Linked DNA regions of Mus musculus: all the other regions are linked to region 1. A link is a contact called in public Hi-C and HiChIP or PLAC-seq data. All regions are on one chromosome and are shown on one strand. Each heading gives the region's core, a stretch centred on a gene start, on an enhancer-like site or on the middle of the called end of the contact. The rest is flanking DNA. Distances are from core to core; before and after follow the strand shown.

Region 1 (2,710 bases), core at 103-2,602:
CAACGGTGAGAGCCACAAGAGGATATTAAATGTATACTTTTTTTTTACCTTTTTGTGCTGGTGACTGAAGAGTACATCCCCTGCCTCAAATATATAATGGTGTCCCAAAAGTTAAGACAATATTTCCCCCCCAAAAATGTAACAAACTCCACGTAAGCAGTTTCCATTTTAAAATAAAACCAAAGATCAAAGAACAAAGAGTTCCTACAAGGAAAAGTTGAATCATACTCTTTTAAAAACACCACTCCTAGCCGGAAATACAGAAGCCCCACGTTCTGTGCATGGGGGGGAAGAGAGAAGAGCTCTGACCTTAGAACGGCAGCCATTCTACTGAAAGACTCTTACTTAAATGACCTAACCTTCACATTGCAAGGGCTCGAGAAAATGCCAACCGTGTCTTCTGAGTTCACCCAACAAATTCCCCCTTATTTCCTTGCCGATGCCCGTTAAAACTCCTCCCCTCAAAGATGTTTCCAATGCTTTTCCGAGGAAAAGCTTGCCACAGCTGTACAGGAAGCGAGGAGGACTGATGAAAAGTAGAGAAAGAAAAACCTGTGGCCGGATGGACAGCGAGCTTGGGGAAGGGAAGAATGCGGCGTGAGGCCGCGCGCCCCGAGATCAAAGTGCGGGGAGACGCAGACCTCCGGCCCGTGGGCGAGCCAAGAAAGCACTTTCACTTTCCAACTTCCTGCCACTCCGGCAAGTTAAAACCGTTCCCCTCTGCCCCACCCAGGCAACAAAAAACCGCTGCCACCTTCCGCCCAAGGGACTTCTCACGACCCACCGAGGTGCGGGCAAGGCGGAGGGGGCGCTCCGGCGAGCACCTGAGCTCCACCGAGCTGCTCCCCCAAGGAGAGCGCGCCAGCGGGCCCCGCCCACCCACCAGGTCCCACCCTCCCGCCACCAAGCTCCGCCCCTCCCTCCGCCCGGTGCACTTCCTGCCGCGCCCGCAACCTCCGCCCGGCCCGCGCGGAAACCTGGCTGAGGGGCGGTGGTGCGAGACCCCGACGGGGCGTGGGCGTGCTGCTCACCAGGCAGGGCACGGGACTCCTCGGCCTTGAACGCGGTGCGAGACTCTGTCGCCCACCGCTCCTCACACTCGGACCTCAAAGACCGCGCGGCGAACAGTGGCGACCCCCGCGCCGGGGCCCGAGAAAGCGGCGGCCGAGCCGAGCCAGCCGCGTGCCCGCAGCCGCCCGCATCTCCCGCTGCCGCAGGTCTCGAGCCCCGCCCTCGCACACGCGGCCGGGACGGCGAAGTGGCTATAGTTAAGCTGCCACTCGCCGTGCGTGCGCTCGACGTTCTTCACTACGGCCGCCGTCTCCCGTCGTTCCGCGGCCTCCGCCACTCTCAAACCCCCCCCCCCCGGCACTGCCGGGGCCCTTCCTCGACGCCGAAGCAGCGCGAGCGTCACTTCCGGGGGAGGGGCCGGGCCCCAAAGCCAGTGTTTTGTTTCTGGCCCGGGGCTCCCGTACGTACCCTGTTAGTCCGTCCCGTGCACTCGCTCCGGGGACTCCTGCTCTGCCGGACATTCGTACTTCCTCGCAGGCCCAAAGTCCTGCTTAGGGCTCTCGGGGTAGCAATCTGGGCCCAGGGCTGTGGCGGCGGAGCTGACGTGTGAGGACGACGCCCACTGGTTTACATTGCGAGCTACCACCACCACTTGATCAGAATCATTGACGAATGGTCTCTCTAGAATGGGAAAAGCTTTCCCCCTTACCAACTTAGCTTGGTCCAGAGCTTTAACTTTCTTTCTTTCTTTTCTTTTTTCTTTTTCTTTCTTTTTTTTTTTTTTTTTGGTTTAGAAACAGTATTTTAACACGTAGCTCTAGCTGTTCTGAACTCATAGGAGATCCTTCTGCTTCAACTCCTGGCCCCAAGTGGTGGGATTACAGATATTTACAGATGTGCACCACCACGTCCAGTCTAAGTGACTTTACTTAAGAATCCGAAACACCCAATTCATTGCCTGTAAAGTCACTGTGAAAACCTAATTTTCAAAACTTGCAACATCCAAAGAAGGGATGCAGAAATCAACACCCAATTCCAAGGTTCACAAGTGTTCGCAGCTGAGGCAATTGAGCGTTCCATTTTGTCTCCCTGCCCCACTAAACGAATGAGTGTGTTGTTTGTTTACTTAGGCTTTTTGAGACAGTTTCTGTACTTAAAGCTCTCATGGGATTGACTGTGCCACTCAATTTGGGGTTGGACTCTCAGCAACCCTGTCTCAGTATCAACATTATGAGGATGTTAAGCGTAAGCTGGTTCTTACAAATGTGATTTGTGTTTGGAAGCAAGGTCTCATGAAGTCCGAGCTGAGGTTGACTTTGAACTCCTGATCCTGTTTCCTCCACCTCCCAAGTGATGAATTTACAGGCTTTTAACACCAAGCTCAGTTTCATATATATATAGCTATAGATATCTATATAGATATATAGATACAGATATCTATATATATAATTTTTTCTTTGATAATTTCATACATGCATACAATATATTTTAAACATAGTCCCCCTCCCTCACCTTTCTGACTCCTCCCAGATCCCCCTATGTGCCCTCTTTTTCATTGTTTCTTAACCCAGTGAGTCCAGTTAGTATTGCCCATATATGCCTGGATGTGAGACAGTCCACTAGTCCACTAGATCGTGGTCAGGGACCCACCTCTAAAGAAAACTGACTCATTCTGGCACCCATCAAAGGCCAATAGCTC
Region 2 (2,710 bases), core at 112-2,611, 330 kb before region 1:
CAGACTGATCTACAGAGTGAGTCCCAGCACAGACAAGGCTACAAAAACAACCCAACAATAAGAAAGCTATTAAGTTATTCTTATTTTAAGTCATTCTCCAAGCCAGCTAATTTGTTTTATTTATTTATTTATTTATTTATTTATTTATTTATTTATTTATTTATTTATTTTTGAGACACAGTTTCTCTGTATAGCCTTGGTTGTCCTGGAACTCAATCTGTAGACCAGGTTGGTCTTGGATTCATAGAGATCTGCTTGCCTCTGCCTCCCAAGGACTGGGATTGAAGGTGAGCTCCACCACACCCAGTTTAGCCAGTTAATTTTACTTTACTCCACAGAGCAAGCAAGCAGTGTGGGGGACAGAGGCAGCAGCTGGAGAGGTACATTGGGGTCAGGTGGTGACCTTTGACTCCTGTGCAGGCTGGCCTAGGCTGTTGGTACAGCACTCTGGTGGCAGAGGTGTGGGGATGGTGGCAAATTCAAGTCCAGCCCAGGCTGTGGCTGTTATCCAGTTGTTAGAGTGTTTACCTATCCAAAGATCTGCACCCAGTAGGGTAGCAGACAGCACCCAGTAGGGTCTAAAGATGGAGTTTCGTGGAGGGGCACTACAGGAATGACATCTGAACTCTCACCAAGGAAGGGAGTCAGTGACCCAAAACAAAGGTCTAGATTTGGTCCTTAGCTCTATAGAAACCTGGCATGATGGGGGAATGCCCGCCTGTGAGGGGGAGCTGGGGAGGATCGAGAATTCAAGGTCATTCTCAGTTACAGAATAAGGTCAAGGTCAAAGCCAGCACAAGCTATAAGCCTATCTACCAAAAAGAAAGAAAAAGAGAAACAAGAAGTCCTTCACCTTATAAAAGTTACAATTTCACAAGGACTTACTTACCTCTCCTCCCCTGGACCTCCAGGCTTTGAAGGGCAGTGTATATTCTGTTTAGTTCAGGACTCCCGGGGTTCAGCACCACACCCAGTATGCACTAAAGGAGGAAGAAAACAAAGCATGCTTGACGACCTGATTTCTAGGGCACACCTGTCTCTCTTACCAGACTGAGAGCCCCAGAGCTCCCTATGGTGACCCTAGAGACTCACATCAGCCCCTGCTCTGCTGAGTATCCTGAGGCCACCTTTCTTTCCCTTTGGGGGGTCATTTCTACCCCCAAATACATATCTTAAGATTTTTCTCCCAAGGCCTGAACTCCTGCTGCCCCGGCTATACTTACTTGCTGAGGCTCACCCAACCCTCCAGATTCACCCCACAGCTCCACACCCTCAGCCACCCCCCTTGGCCCAAAGTGAGGGGGGTGGGGTAGCCAGATGATCTCAGCACCTCCTGCTCTGACATCCTCTCTGGGGACTTCAGGCGTCCCCTGCCTCCACCCAGTGTCACTTCCTCATTTTGGCAGGAACTCCACTGATAATCTCGTTCACTTTCCACCACTTCCTGTGTTTTATGTGAATCCTCCTGAGCTCAGCTACAGAAGATGAGTCTCTTGGCTGTAAAGATAGCCCTAAATGTCTAAAGGCTTCCCACTAGGTCCTGGGAACACTCAGTTTTGTCTTCGTTTGGTTTGGTTTGTTGTTTTGTTTTGTGCTTCAAGACAGGGTTTCTCTGTGTAGCCCTGCCTGTCCTGGAACTTGCTCTGTAGACCAGGCTGGCCTCAAACTCACAGAGATCCACCTGGCTCTGCCTCCTGAGTGCTGGCATCAAAGGTGTGTGCTACCATCTTCCAGTTTGCCACACTCACCTTTTTAAAGCTGTCCAGAATGGGAGATTCTCTCATCCTGTGGGTCAGTAGCCCAAGGCAATAGCCCAAGATCTTCCTATTGTCTAACCTCAATCTTCCTGATGTTAGGATTTCCAGATTGGGAAAACGAAAATACAGGACACTTACTCAGTTTTGAGTTTGAGGGAGACACTGGGTAAAAATTCTAGTTAAACATCTCCCCTTCTATATCAGAACAAAAGTCATTTGGACTTAAAGGTGTAGCTTGGTAGTGTAGCTTGGTGGAAGCGCACATACTTAGCATAGACTTAGGGTCCTGGGGAAACAGCTCAGACAGCAAGACTGCTTGCTTTCCAAGCATGAGGGTTTGCGTTCAAATGCCAAGCACTCACGTAAAGAGCTGGGTGTGCCTTTGTGACCCTATAACACCCGGACTGTGGGAGGCAGATGGAGAATCATTGGGGCTTGCTGGCTGCCGGCCTAACTTCAGGTTCAGTGAGAACCCTGTCTTAAGGGAATAGGGAAGAGAGCAATAGTCAAAACTCCAATCTTCAGGTCTCCACATACTTAAACATGGGCATGGACATCCACCTACCCACATGAATATCCATGCATGTTCTCTCTCTCTCTCTCTCTCTCTCTCTCTCTCTCTCTCTCTCTCTCTCGTGCGTGAATGCGTGTGTGTGTGTGTGTGTGTGTGTGTGTGTGTGTGAGTGTGTGTGTGTGTGTGTGTGTGTGTATGTGTGTGTGTGTGTGTGAGAGAGAGAGAGAGAGAGAGAGAGAGAGAGAGAGAGAGAGTGTATGCACCATGTGAGTGCCTGGTGCCCTTGGAGGCCAGGAAAGGGTGTCAGATTGCCTGGAACTGGAGTTAGAGACAGTTGTGAGCCACCACGTAGGTGCTGGGAACTGAACCTGTGTCTGATGTAAGAACAAGCGCTCTTAATGGCTGCAGCATCTCTCCAGTCCCATACTCAGCATAATCA
Region 3 (2,710 bases), core at 71-2,570, 320 kb after region 1:
TGCTTCCCCAAGTAGACTACCGGTACCCTAGACAGTACCTCTTATCTCACTCTACCCCGCCTGTCCCCAAAGCATGGTCACTGATGCTGTGGATACAGAAACTTCCCTGAAGAGTGACAATCCATCCACGTGTCCTTTCTAATGCATGTATCCATTCATTCATCCATCCAGGTGTCTGTCTATCCACACACTCACATAGTGCACACCCGCTAAGCAGAAGCACAGTATATGTCTAAGGATACTCACAAACTACTATCTCCATAAGACCTTTGTAGTGGGGGACTGACCTATAAGCCCAAAGCAATTCTTTTTTATCAATAAAGAAGCAGTTTATAGAACACTTACAATTTACAAAATGCTATTATAGCCCAATGGATTCTATAGTCAGTACTAGTTGGTGGGCTGGTAAGATGGATCAGCAGGTAAAAGTACTCGCTAGAACCCATGTAAGGGTAGAAGGAGAAAATCAACTCAACAGAGCTGTCCTCTGACCTCCACAAATGTGCTGTGGTAAGTATGCATGCCTATCATTCACATAAAACGTAACACCACACACACACACACACACACACACACACACACACACACACACACCAAACAACAACAAACTAGGTTAGTAGCCAGCTTAGAGTAGAACCTGGACCTGCCCACTTCTGTTCATTAGCTCCTACATGGTAGCTCTTCACCTGGAGAAATTCTTATGGATTAGAACAAGAGGAATATTTTCCTATTTTGAGAGCTCATCTTTCTCTGATAGCTTCCAAATCTTCATCCTAGATGGCCCCCTGTCTGTGGGCCAAGGAGCTGCCAGATTCCGTAGGACCCAACCCTTTTAGAAGGTTTTGGTTTCTTCCAGGCCCTGCGGGTCTAGAGGCATAATGAGAGCCTCCTTTGAGCTGCCTGTCCTGTCTGGTATTGCTGCCTTTGCAGGTTCCCAGGCTGGGCCCCGCTCCCTGTGATTGGCAGGGAAGTCCTTTCTCCACCTCACTCAGGAACTTTCTGCAGTGCAGGGGTCTTCGGGTTGGATTAAAATTCCGCACCTGCCAGATTCTTAGCCTCATTTCTGTACCTGGTTTCTTTTCCTCTTCACCAGCAGACGAACAGTTCCGGCGCAGATGGGCACATGCAAGGACAGATGGGCTGCCAGGCCCCTTCCAGGCATGGCTGTACGACACTCACCTCACACAGGTGGGAGTTCTAGGTCTGGGTCTCTCTTCTAGGAGTGGCAGTTTCAATCTGGCCAGTATTGAGAACGCAAACGGTTTTGGTGAGAGGCCACTTCCCTCTGAGTTTTCCTCCTCTCTTTCTGTGCACAGACTTGGGAAAGTTGCAAAAGAGGCTGGGCCAGCGTGACCTCAGCTGTGTGGGTGGAGGAGGCGGAGTGCACAGGGAAAGCCAGCGAGGCTTCAGAGCTGTGTGCATTCAGGGCACCAGGCATATTCAGTTCATCAGGATTCTGATCCCAGGGGATGAGGGACGGCAGGTTTGAGTTGGGGAACTTTTGGACACAGGGCTTGAGAGGTGACACGTCCAATTTATGAGCTTGTAGGGACATCTGCCTCTGTCCATGGGAGTCTCAGGAAAGGAGCCCTTTGTTTGTTTCCCAAACAGTTGTGGAGCAGATTGGGTCCAGCCACCAGTGACCCAGTGAGGTTGGAAGATGGTCTGCTTTTAGGCCTTGTCCTCACCCCACACATCTCTCTCTCTCTCTCTCTCTCTCTCTCTCTCTCTCTCTCTCTCTCTCTCTCTCACACACACACACACACACACACACACGCACAGTATATAACACATGCACATGCATACACACAGAAAATATACACTATCCAACACCCTGCCACACTATACATGCATAACACACTTATACTTCATATGCACACCCTTGCATCCCTTGTGCCACACTCCTCACACACACATGAAACAAGATCCATTCCCTCATCACATCCATTCTATACCACCCACACCCCTACTCCATTCATATAGAATATACCCATCACACACGCACACCACACAACATACACATACCATACTACACTACCACATACATACACCACACATGCACACCACACCACACACCATACCGCACCACATATGCACAGCACACATGTATACCACACACCATACCTCACCACATATGCACACCACACCACATCAGACTTGTAAGAGGTGAGGTGTGTCCTGGCACCCCACAATCCCACACTGGGCCTCTCTGGTTAGGTTGTTGCCCAACCTGAAACACCTAGAAGAAGATGGTAATTTAAGATGCTGTTAGCATACAGTTAATGTGGGCATCTCATTTCACTGTTGTGGACTGTGCCTTGCGTATAATTGGCAGATGAAAGGCAGATGGAGTGAGTTTAGACACGACTCCCCAGATCTCAGGGGGGTCCCCTTAAGGTGTATCTAATGCGCTTCACATTCCTCACAAGTTAGGACTTTGTCTCTTTGTAGACATATTCCTTTGATTACTGTCCTGTCAGAAAGTTCTTCCCGGTTCCATAGTGCTCTCTCTCTCTCTCTCTCTCTCTCTCTCTCTCTCTCTCTCTCTCTGATGGGGCTTTCCAGCCACCATGTGTCTAAACCAGCCATAGAACCCTGCATTTGGAAAGCAGATGGGTAGCCTTGGAACCCACACTTGGCCAATTGTGCTGCTGGCATTGGCCCTACCAAAGAGTAGAAGAGAAATTGAAGTTTATTTGCTTCTATCAAC
Region 4 (2,710 bases), core at 156-2,655, 290 kb before region 1:
GACCTACACAGGTAGGTTTGGGGGAGGGGACAGGCGGCCAAGGGCAAATGTGGTCATTCGGCTGAATGCCAGGGTCTGCAGAGTCATTGCAGATAACCCCGTGGCTCACACCTTGGCTCTCCCTCTGCAGTGGCCTGCCCAGCTTGCTGGAGCTGACTCCTGGCATCAGATGGAATTCCTAGACATTTCACCTGCTCAGTGTCCCTTTCCAATCTGTAAAGTAAGGGCAGTGGGTCTCTAGTTTTAGTGCTTAATGTAAGGCTCGAATGTTATAGGGAATGTGTATTGGCCACCCAAATCATGTTGCCTTACACCCGTGTCCCCCGTGACCCTTTACTTTCTTCCCTAATGCCCACCCTCAACCCTGGCCCCACTTGCCTTTGGCTGTGACAGAAATGCCCATGGCAGCCTCGCGCAAGACGCTTCTCTTCTTCCACTTGCCCTCATCGATGTTGTACATTTCCACGACCTTCACAGGCAGTTGATTGGTGCCCACACCCCCGATCACCATAATCCGCTTTCCTAGGGCAGTGATCGCTACCCCGGCCCGGGCTGTGGGCAGGGAGGGCAGGGAGGTCCACTGGTCGGCCTCGGGGGAGTAGACCTCGAAGCAGTCCATAGGGACGCCATTGTCATCACATCCCCCGATGGCATAGACCTGCCCCCCAGTCTCCAGCAGTGAGCAATAGACCCGGCGGCTAGGCAGTGGAGCAAGGCGCTTCCACTGAAAGTCCTTGACATTGGGCACTTCCATGGCAGCCCGGGGGAGGGCCCTGCTCGAGCGCCCCCACAGCGTCCGGGCAAGGTCCAGCCCCGGGGCCCGCGGGCTACACGGCGCCGGTCGGCGCGTCCCCTCTCTCAGCCTCCATCTCGCGCTGCACGGGCTCCCTGCCGACGCCCGCTGGCTTCTCCGGGTCCCTTGGGTGTCAGCGGGGCAGCGACGTCCACGCCTGGCTCCGCGGAAAGAACCTGGCGAATCTAGGGCAGCAGGGCGCCGGCGGTAGCTCACCCTTGGTCAACTTTGCAGGATGCGCCCCGCCCCCGCCCGGTCCCCCGGAGCTCGGAGCCCACCCCACCGCGCGTGGGCGCCGCGCTCGCCCAGCACTAGCTCCCGGGCGGCGCCTACAGCCGCGCGAAGCTTTCACGGTCCGCCTGGCAGCCGCGGAGCGGAGGACAGCGCTCCCTGCCCTTCCCAGCCCGCACGCCGCCGTCACCCGCGCAGGAGAGCGGTCGCCAGAAGCCGAGCTCCGGCCGGAGGACGCGGGTTCCCCGCACCGCCTCCCCGCAGCTTCCACACCTGGGCAGGAGCCCACGCGCCCCGAGGCGGAGGCTGTGGCCTGTGCGTCAGCCCCGGGCGACCAGGGCGAGCGAGGGCAGGGCCTGCAGTGTCTACAGGGTCGGAGACAGCCGGAGCAGGAGCCGGGTGCCCAGATGACAGGCAGATCCTGCCAGCGTGGGGGCGGGCGTTTGCGAGTGTTTGTTTTGGGTGAGGAGGCGGAGAGGCCAATTACCCGGTTTGTCTACAGTACACAGACCCAGTTCGTGACAGGCTGGCTTTGTTTGGGGGGAGGTATGCTCACATGGTCTAACCTCAGAAGCCAGTTAGGAGGCACAGATGTGGCAGGGATCTGCCGATCTAACAATTCTCACTCGTGTGCATGTAATTCACACAGAATCTTCTTTCCCTCCTAAGTGGAGACGTCCACAAAGCCTCAAATAAAGTCACAGACAGGGAAACCACAGCTGAACACACCAATAGACAAGCTGGGAGGACCTCACCTTCCAAACCCTTGTGCATCTGTAGTGTGCAAACCTGATTAACAAATCCCGGCCCTTAGCAGCAACTGCAGGACTGGGTGGATGGTCTCTCAAACCACCCAGCAACAGACCCTTCAGAACTGTAGTACCCAGTAATTCAAGTACCCATGATATACCGGACCACCTAGCAGTGTCTCCCCAAGCCCACGGGGTCCTCCTCTCTGGCTTCCTTCCATTCAGAAAGGCTCAAGCTCGGGAACCTGACAGACTGCTGTTCAAATGTTTGCTCTGGAAAACTTAGCTTCAGTTTCTACTCTGAGTCTGTGAGTGAGTGTGTGTGTGTGTGTGTGTGTGTGTGCGCGCACACACACACACACATACACATACTCACGTGCTTATATGTTGGTATGCATTTCCTCTCACTGTTGGGGATGGATCTCAGAGATGTGCACACGCTAGGCACTAAACTTTTATTTGTGATAAACTATAGAGTCACATGTGGTTGTAAGAAAGGAGTATTCTTTATCCGGTTTTTCCCAGTATTAAAATCCCACCAAGCTATAGGACAATGCCATAAACAGAGTATATTTTCATTACAGGGCTCCCACGTCACCTTTTGATATCTGGTAGGAGGACTCTATGATCCCCAGCCCCTGACAGCCCATGTCTGAAGCCTTGTCATTTCAGCCACGTTGTACAAGGGGCTGGGAATGGAGCTCACTCCTGGAGTATCATTGTTGAAAGAATCAATAGCTCTCTCTCTCTCTCTCTCTCTCTCTCTCCCTCCCTTCACCCCCTCTTTGTTTTCCTCAGTATGCCTGGAACTCACAATCTCCCTGCTATAGCCTCCAATTCTCCTCCCCACCCCACCCCCCAGCTTCCCATTTATTGAGGAAGGGTCTCTCACAGAAATCCACCTGCCTTTGCCTCCTAAATGCTGGGATTAAAAGTG
Region 5 (2,710 bases), core at 101-2,600, 260 kb before region 1:
ATAGAACACAACACCTTGATGTAACAACACGAGGTATTTTAATGGCGGAGCTCCGGGTGGAAATGTATCTAACACGGGAGACAGTGGATTCGACCACGAGGCTTGGAAGCTAGGGGTTTTTATAGAAAAGGAGTGGGGCTGGGGGAGGAATTGGCGCGGTTTCACATGATTGGTCCATTTAAACATCAGGAGCCTGTAACATTTAACTTAGGTCAGAGGGGTGGGAGATAGGGAGGTGATGGGCTTGCCCGGGCATGTCCTGGTCTGTTCTGCTATGTTCTCAGCCCCAGGTTTCAAAGCTCACAAACAACTCTTTGGGCTATTTGACATACATTACATAAATCACAGGTCTCGAGTTTTATTTCCTTTCAACACCTACTCCAACAAGGCCACACCTACTCCACAAGGCCACACCTCCTAATAGTGCTGCTCCCTGGGCCAAGCATATGCAAACCATCACACAGAGCCTGAAAAGGAGGGCTGTAAAAGACATGGGCACCTTGTAAATATCCAAGACAGAGCCATTCTTAGCGTTCCCTCTGCTGAGGAGTTACAGGGATGCACTGTCCACCTCCCTGTACATACTACTCAGTTGCCACAATGCTGCTGCTGGCTCTGGGATCCCCCGGATCTGACTACCGCCTGTTCAGCAGTCGTCACAGCCACTGGGTAGGATCCCTTGAGGCCTCTCTGCATACAGTGCTGCCTCTCACACACGCTGAATGGGCAGCTCCTGGATCCTGGCAACTGTCAGAGCCCCACACTCTAAGAACTGACTCGTGCTCCCCAAATCCCTCAGACTTTCAGCTACAGCTCCTGGGATTGCCCCTTTTTAGAAGCCTCCTTTCTCAAGCTACATGGGTGGCAGTAGAAACTAACAGGAAGACAACCCGAGAGAGACAGGCACCATAACCCCGGATGTCCTTGGGTTCACTGCAATCCTCCTGCCTCTGCTCTTGGGTTCTCAGAGCCTTGCTGAGTGTTACCTGGTACAGTTGATTCTAGAAAGTTTTTTTTTAATGCCTTGGCAAGTTCCAATTTACCCTGATGTAGACCACAATGACCTTTAAGACTCCTAGAGCAGAATCTTTCCTGATAGCCATATTGCTTAGGACTCTGTCACTCTACCCTCTGATCCTTCAGTCGCCATTGTGTCACTGGTAGGGCTATAGCAATGCTGCACCAGGCTGAGTTCTCTTATAACCTCACCCATGGTCTCCCCATTCTTTGAACCGACTCTTACTCATCCTTTGCCTTAACCATGACGTCATTTTCAAGAAGTTCCCACACCCAGTGTCTGTGGTAACTATCTCCAGACAGCCTGTGCCATCTTCAAAGGACATGACTCAGCATCTGTAACTGACTCTTGACCTCTCCATCCCAGCACCGGGCTGTGTTCCTTAAGAGCAGGAGCTGTGAGCCGGGGGTGGTGGCGCATGCCTTTAATCCCAGCACTTGGGAGGCAAAGGCAGGCGGATTTCTGAGTTTGAGGCCAGCCTGGTCTACAAAGTGAGTTCCAGGACAGCCAGAGCTATACAGAGAAACCCTGTCTCAAAAAAAACAAAAACCAAGGGGGGAAAAAAAGAGCAGGAGCTGTGTCTGCTGTTGGTATTGTTTGCCACTTTATCACAAGAGCACAGGATTGCAAATTAGTTGTTGAATTTGTATCTCTGGGTGTCCTGCACAGACAGGTTCTCTCCTTGGGAAGCAGTCTCACCATACTCCGCTCCTGAGAAACTTATCCCCCACCTCCCTCTAGCCCGAGTCCTCTCAGCGTCTATTGAAGATGGGAAAACCCAAGGTGTCTTTTTCTACTGTCACAAACCGTGCCTCTTCTGACACCTGATAAATGAGTTTCCTCCTCACATACTGAGCAATTCTGATGCCACACTCCCCAGCAGACACCAGCTGATTGTCCCCTAGTTCAGTTCTGACACTGCCTCCTGAAGAGAGGGAAAGACCCCTCAGGTGAGGGCTCCGTCCAAATATGACCTCTCCTGAGGTCTGGAGATACCATACATCCTGTGCTCTGACCAATCTGGCTCAGAAGCAGGGATTTGCAGGCCGTTCTTTGCCAACTCCTCCCTTGGGCCTGCTGTTGACCTATTATTGGAAAGGAACGGTATCCCTGTCGCCATTTTGCAGCTGTCTTCTTCGCTCTGGGTATTTCTGTTCTGCAGTCACCTCCAGGAACAACAGGGCTGAGAAACATCTGTGACTGGAATGGAATCTACCACTGCCTTCTTTCACCAAGGCCCACTTGACTAACTCTGATAATAATCAGCTAGACCCCACTCTGACTGAGGCCTTTTGTCCTGGGTCTGTCTCATGTGATTCGAATCCCTTCACCAATTCTTCTCATTTGGCTTTTTATTATTATTATTCAAATAAGGGTCTCACTCTGGAGCCATGACTGCCTTGCAACTTGCTATTGAGATGCCAAAGCTTTTAAATTCAGACTCCATTTTAGAGAACCTGACCTAAGTTTGAACTCAGGTAGACTAACAGGCTGGTATCCAGCACTAGTTTCCAAGTTGCCGCCCCCCCCCCCCAACAAAACCTGAGCCTAGCTCCAGTCTCTAGGCTAATCCCCAACAAGACCAGTGTCTCTTGGTTATCCCCCCAACAAACCTGCACCCCAGGTTACAAGCCCACCCCTTGCCTAATGACCACCAATGAAGAGGGGAGCAGAAGTTAAGTTTATGTTAGG

Evidence for each region. Hi-C and Micro-C count contacts between places; a contact is called where the count stands out from the background. HiChIP or PLAC-seq counts read pairs in DNA pulled down with a chosen protein or histone mark.
Region 2: a Hi-C map of pro-B cells shows a contact between it and region 1, with 3 times the contacts expected there. The contact joins the promoter of F730311O21Rik here to the promoter of Elk4 in region 1. A contact is called at or near these places in 14 of 39 promoter capture datasets (the 3T3-L1 cell line, 3T3-L1-derived adipocytes, the C10 cell line and 8 more), 2 of 15 datasets of contacts at CTCF or cohesin (the NIH/3T3 cell line and embryonic stem cells), 27 of 484 Hi-C or Micro-C datasets (B cells, the C10 cell line, the G1E-ER4 cell line and 13 more), 13 of 115 datasets of contacts at active chromatin or transcription factors (the 230-238 cell line, embryonic forebrain, embryonic stem cells and 7 more) and 2 of 9 other capture datasets (adipose tissue and embryonic stem cells).
Region 3: a contact with region 1 is called in a Hi-C map of muscle stem cells, with 2.5 times the contacts expected there. The contact joins the promoter of Rab7b here to the promoter of Elk4 in region 1. A contact is called at or near these places in 1 of 39 promoter capture datasets (the 3T3-L1 cell line) and 1 of 484 Hi-C or Micro-C datasets (muscle stem cells).
Region 4: an H3K27ac HiChIP or PLAC-seq map of epiblast stem cells shows a contact between it and region 1, with 2.9 times the contacts expected there. The contact joins the promoter of Klhdc8a here to the promoter of Elk4 in region 1. A contact is called at or near these places in 6 of 39 promoter capture datasets (the 3T3-L1 cell line, embryonic stem cells, hippocampal neurons and 2 more), 1 of 15 datasets of contacts at CTCF or cohesin (the NIH/3T3 cell line), 13 of 484 Hi-C or Micro-C datasets (the G1E-ER4 cell line, Sertoli cells, cumulus cells and 5 more), 11 of 115 datasets of contacts at active chromatin or transcription factors (the NIH/3T3 cell line, bone marrow-derived macrophages, embryonic stem cells and 5 more) and 4 of 9 other capture datasets (adipose tissue, embryonic stem cells, liver and 1 more).
Region 5: an H3K27ac HiChIP or PLAC-seq map of embryonic stem cells shows a contact between it and region 1, with 15 read pairs. The contact joins the enhancer-like site here to the promoter of Elk4 in region 1. A contact is called at or near these places in 1 of 15 datasets of contacts at CTCF or cohesin (the NIH/3T3 cell line), 4 of 484 Hi-C or Micro-C datasets (the G1E-ER4 cell line and embryonic stem cells), 9 of 115 datasets of contacts at active chromatin or transcription factors (embryonic stem cells, epiblast stem cells and trophoblast stem cells) and 3 of 9 other capture datasets (adipose tissue, embryonic stem cells and pancreatic islet).

What each region holds. Positions count from the first base shown.
Region 1 is chr1:132,006,262-132,008,971 of GRCm38.p6, reverse strand. It overlaps Elk4 (ELK4, member of ETS oncogene family), which reads right to left and starts at 1,352. Exons shown (of 5, transcript NM_007923.3): 1 at 1,032-1,352.
Region 2 is chr1:132,340,581-132,343,290 of GRCm38.p6, reverse strand. F730311O21Rik (a long non-coding RNA gene) reads right to left here and starts at 1,361. Exons shown (of 4, transcript XR_878527.2): 1 at 1,224-1,361; 2 at 890-980.
Region 3 is chr1:131,687,305-131,690,014 of GRCm38.p6, reverse strand. Rab7b (RAB7B, member RAS oncogene family) reads right to left here and starts at 1,320. Exons shown (of 6, transcript NM_145509.3): 1 at 1,180-1,320.
Region 4 is chr1:132,297,321-132,300,030 of GRCm38.p6, reverse strand. It overlaps Klhdc8a (kelch domain containing 8A), which reads right to left and starts at 1,405. Exons shown (of 5, transcript NM_144810.5): 1 at 379-1,405. The coding sequence starts at 754. Gm51645 (a long non-coding RNA gene) reads right to left here. Exons shown (of 4, transcript XR_003947998.1): 4 at 2,650-2,710.
Region 5 is chr1:132,263,376-132,266,085 of GRCm38.p6, reverse strand. No RefSeq gene overlaps it. Among named protein-coding and RNA genes, the nearest start is that of Gm29630, 14 kb to the left of the region's middle. Within about 2 kb of position 1,350, at least 76 of the 459 cell types and tissues checked have an H3K27ac peak or open chromatin away from gene starts, as enhancers often do. A contact at or near this core is called in the G1E-ER4 cell line, the NIH/3T3 cell line, embryonic stem cells and 2 more, where this site is marked.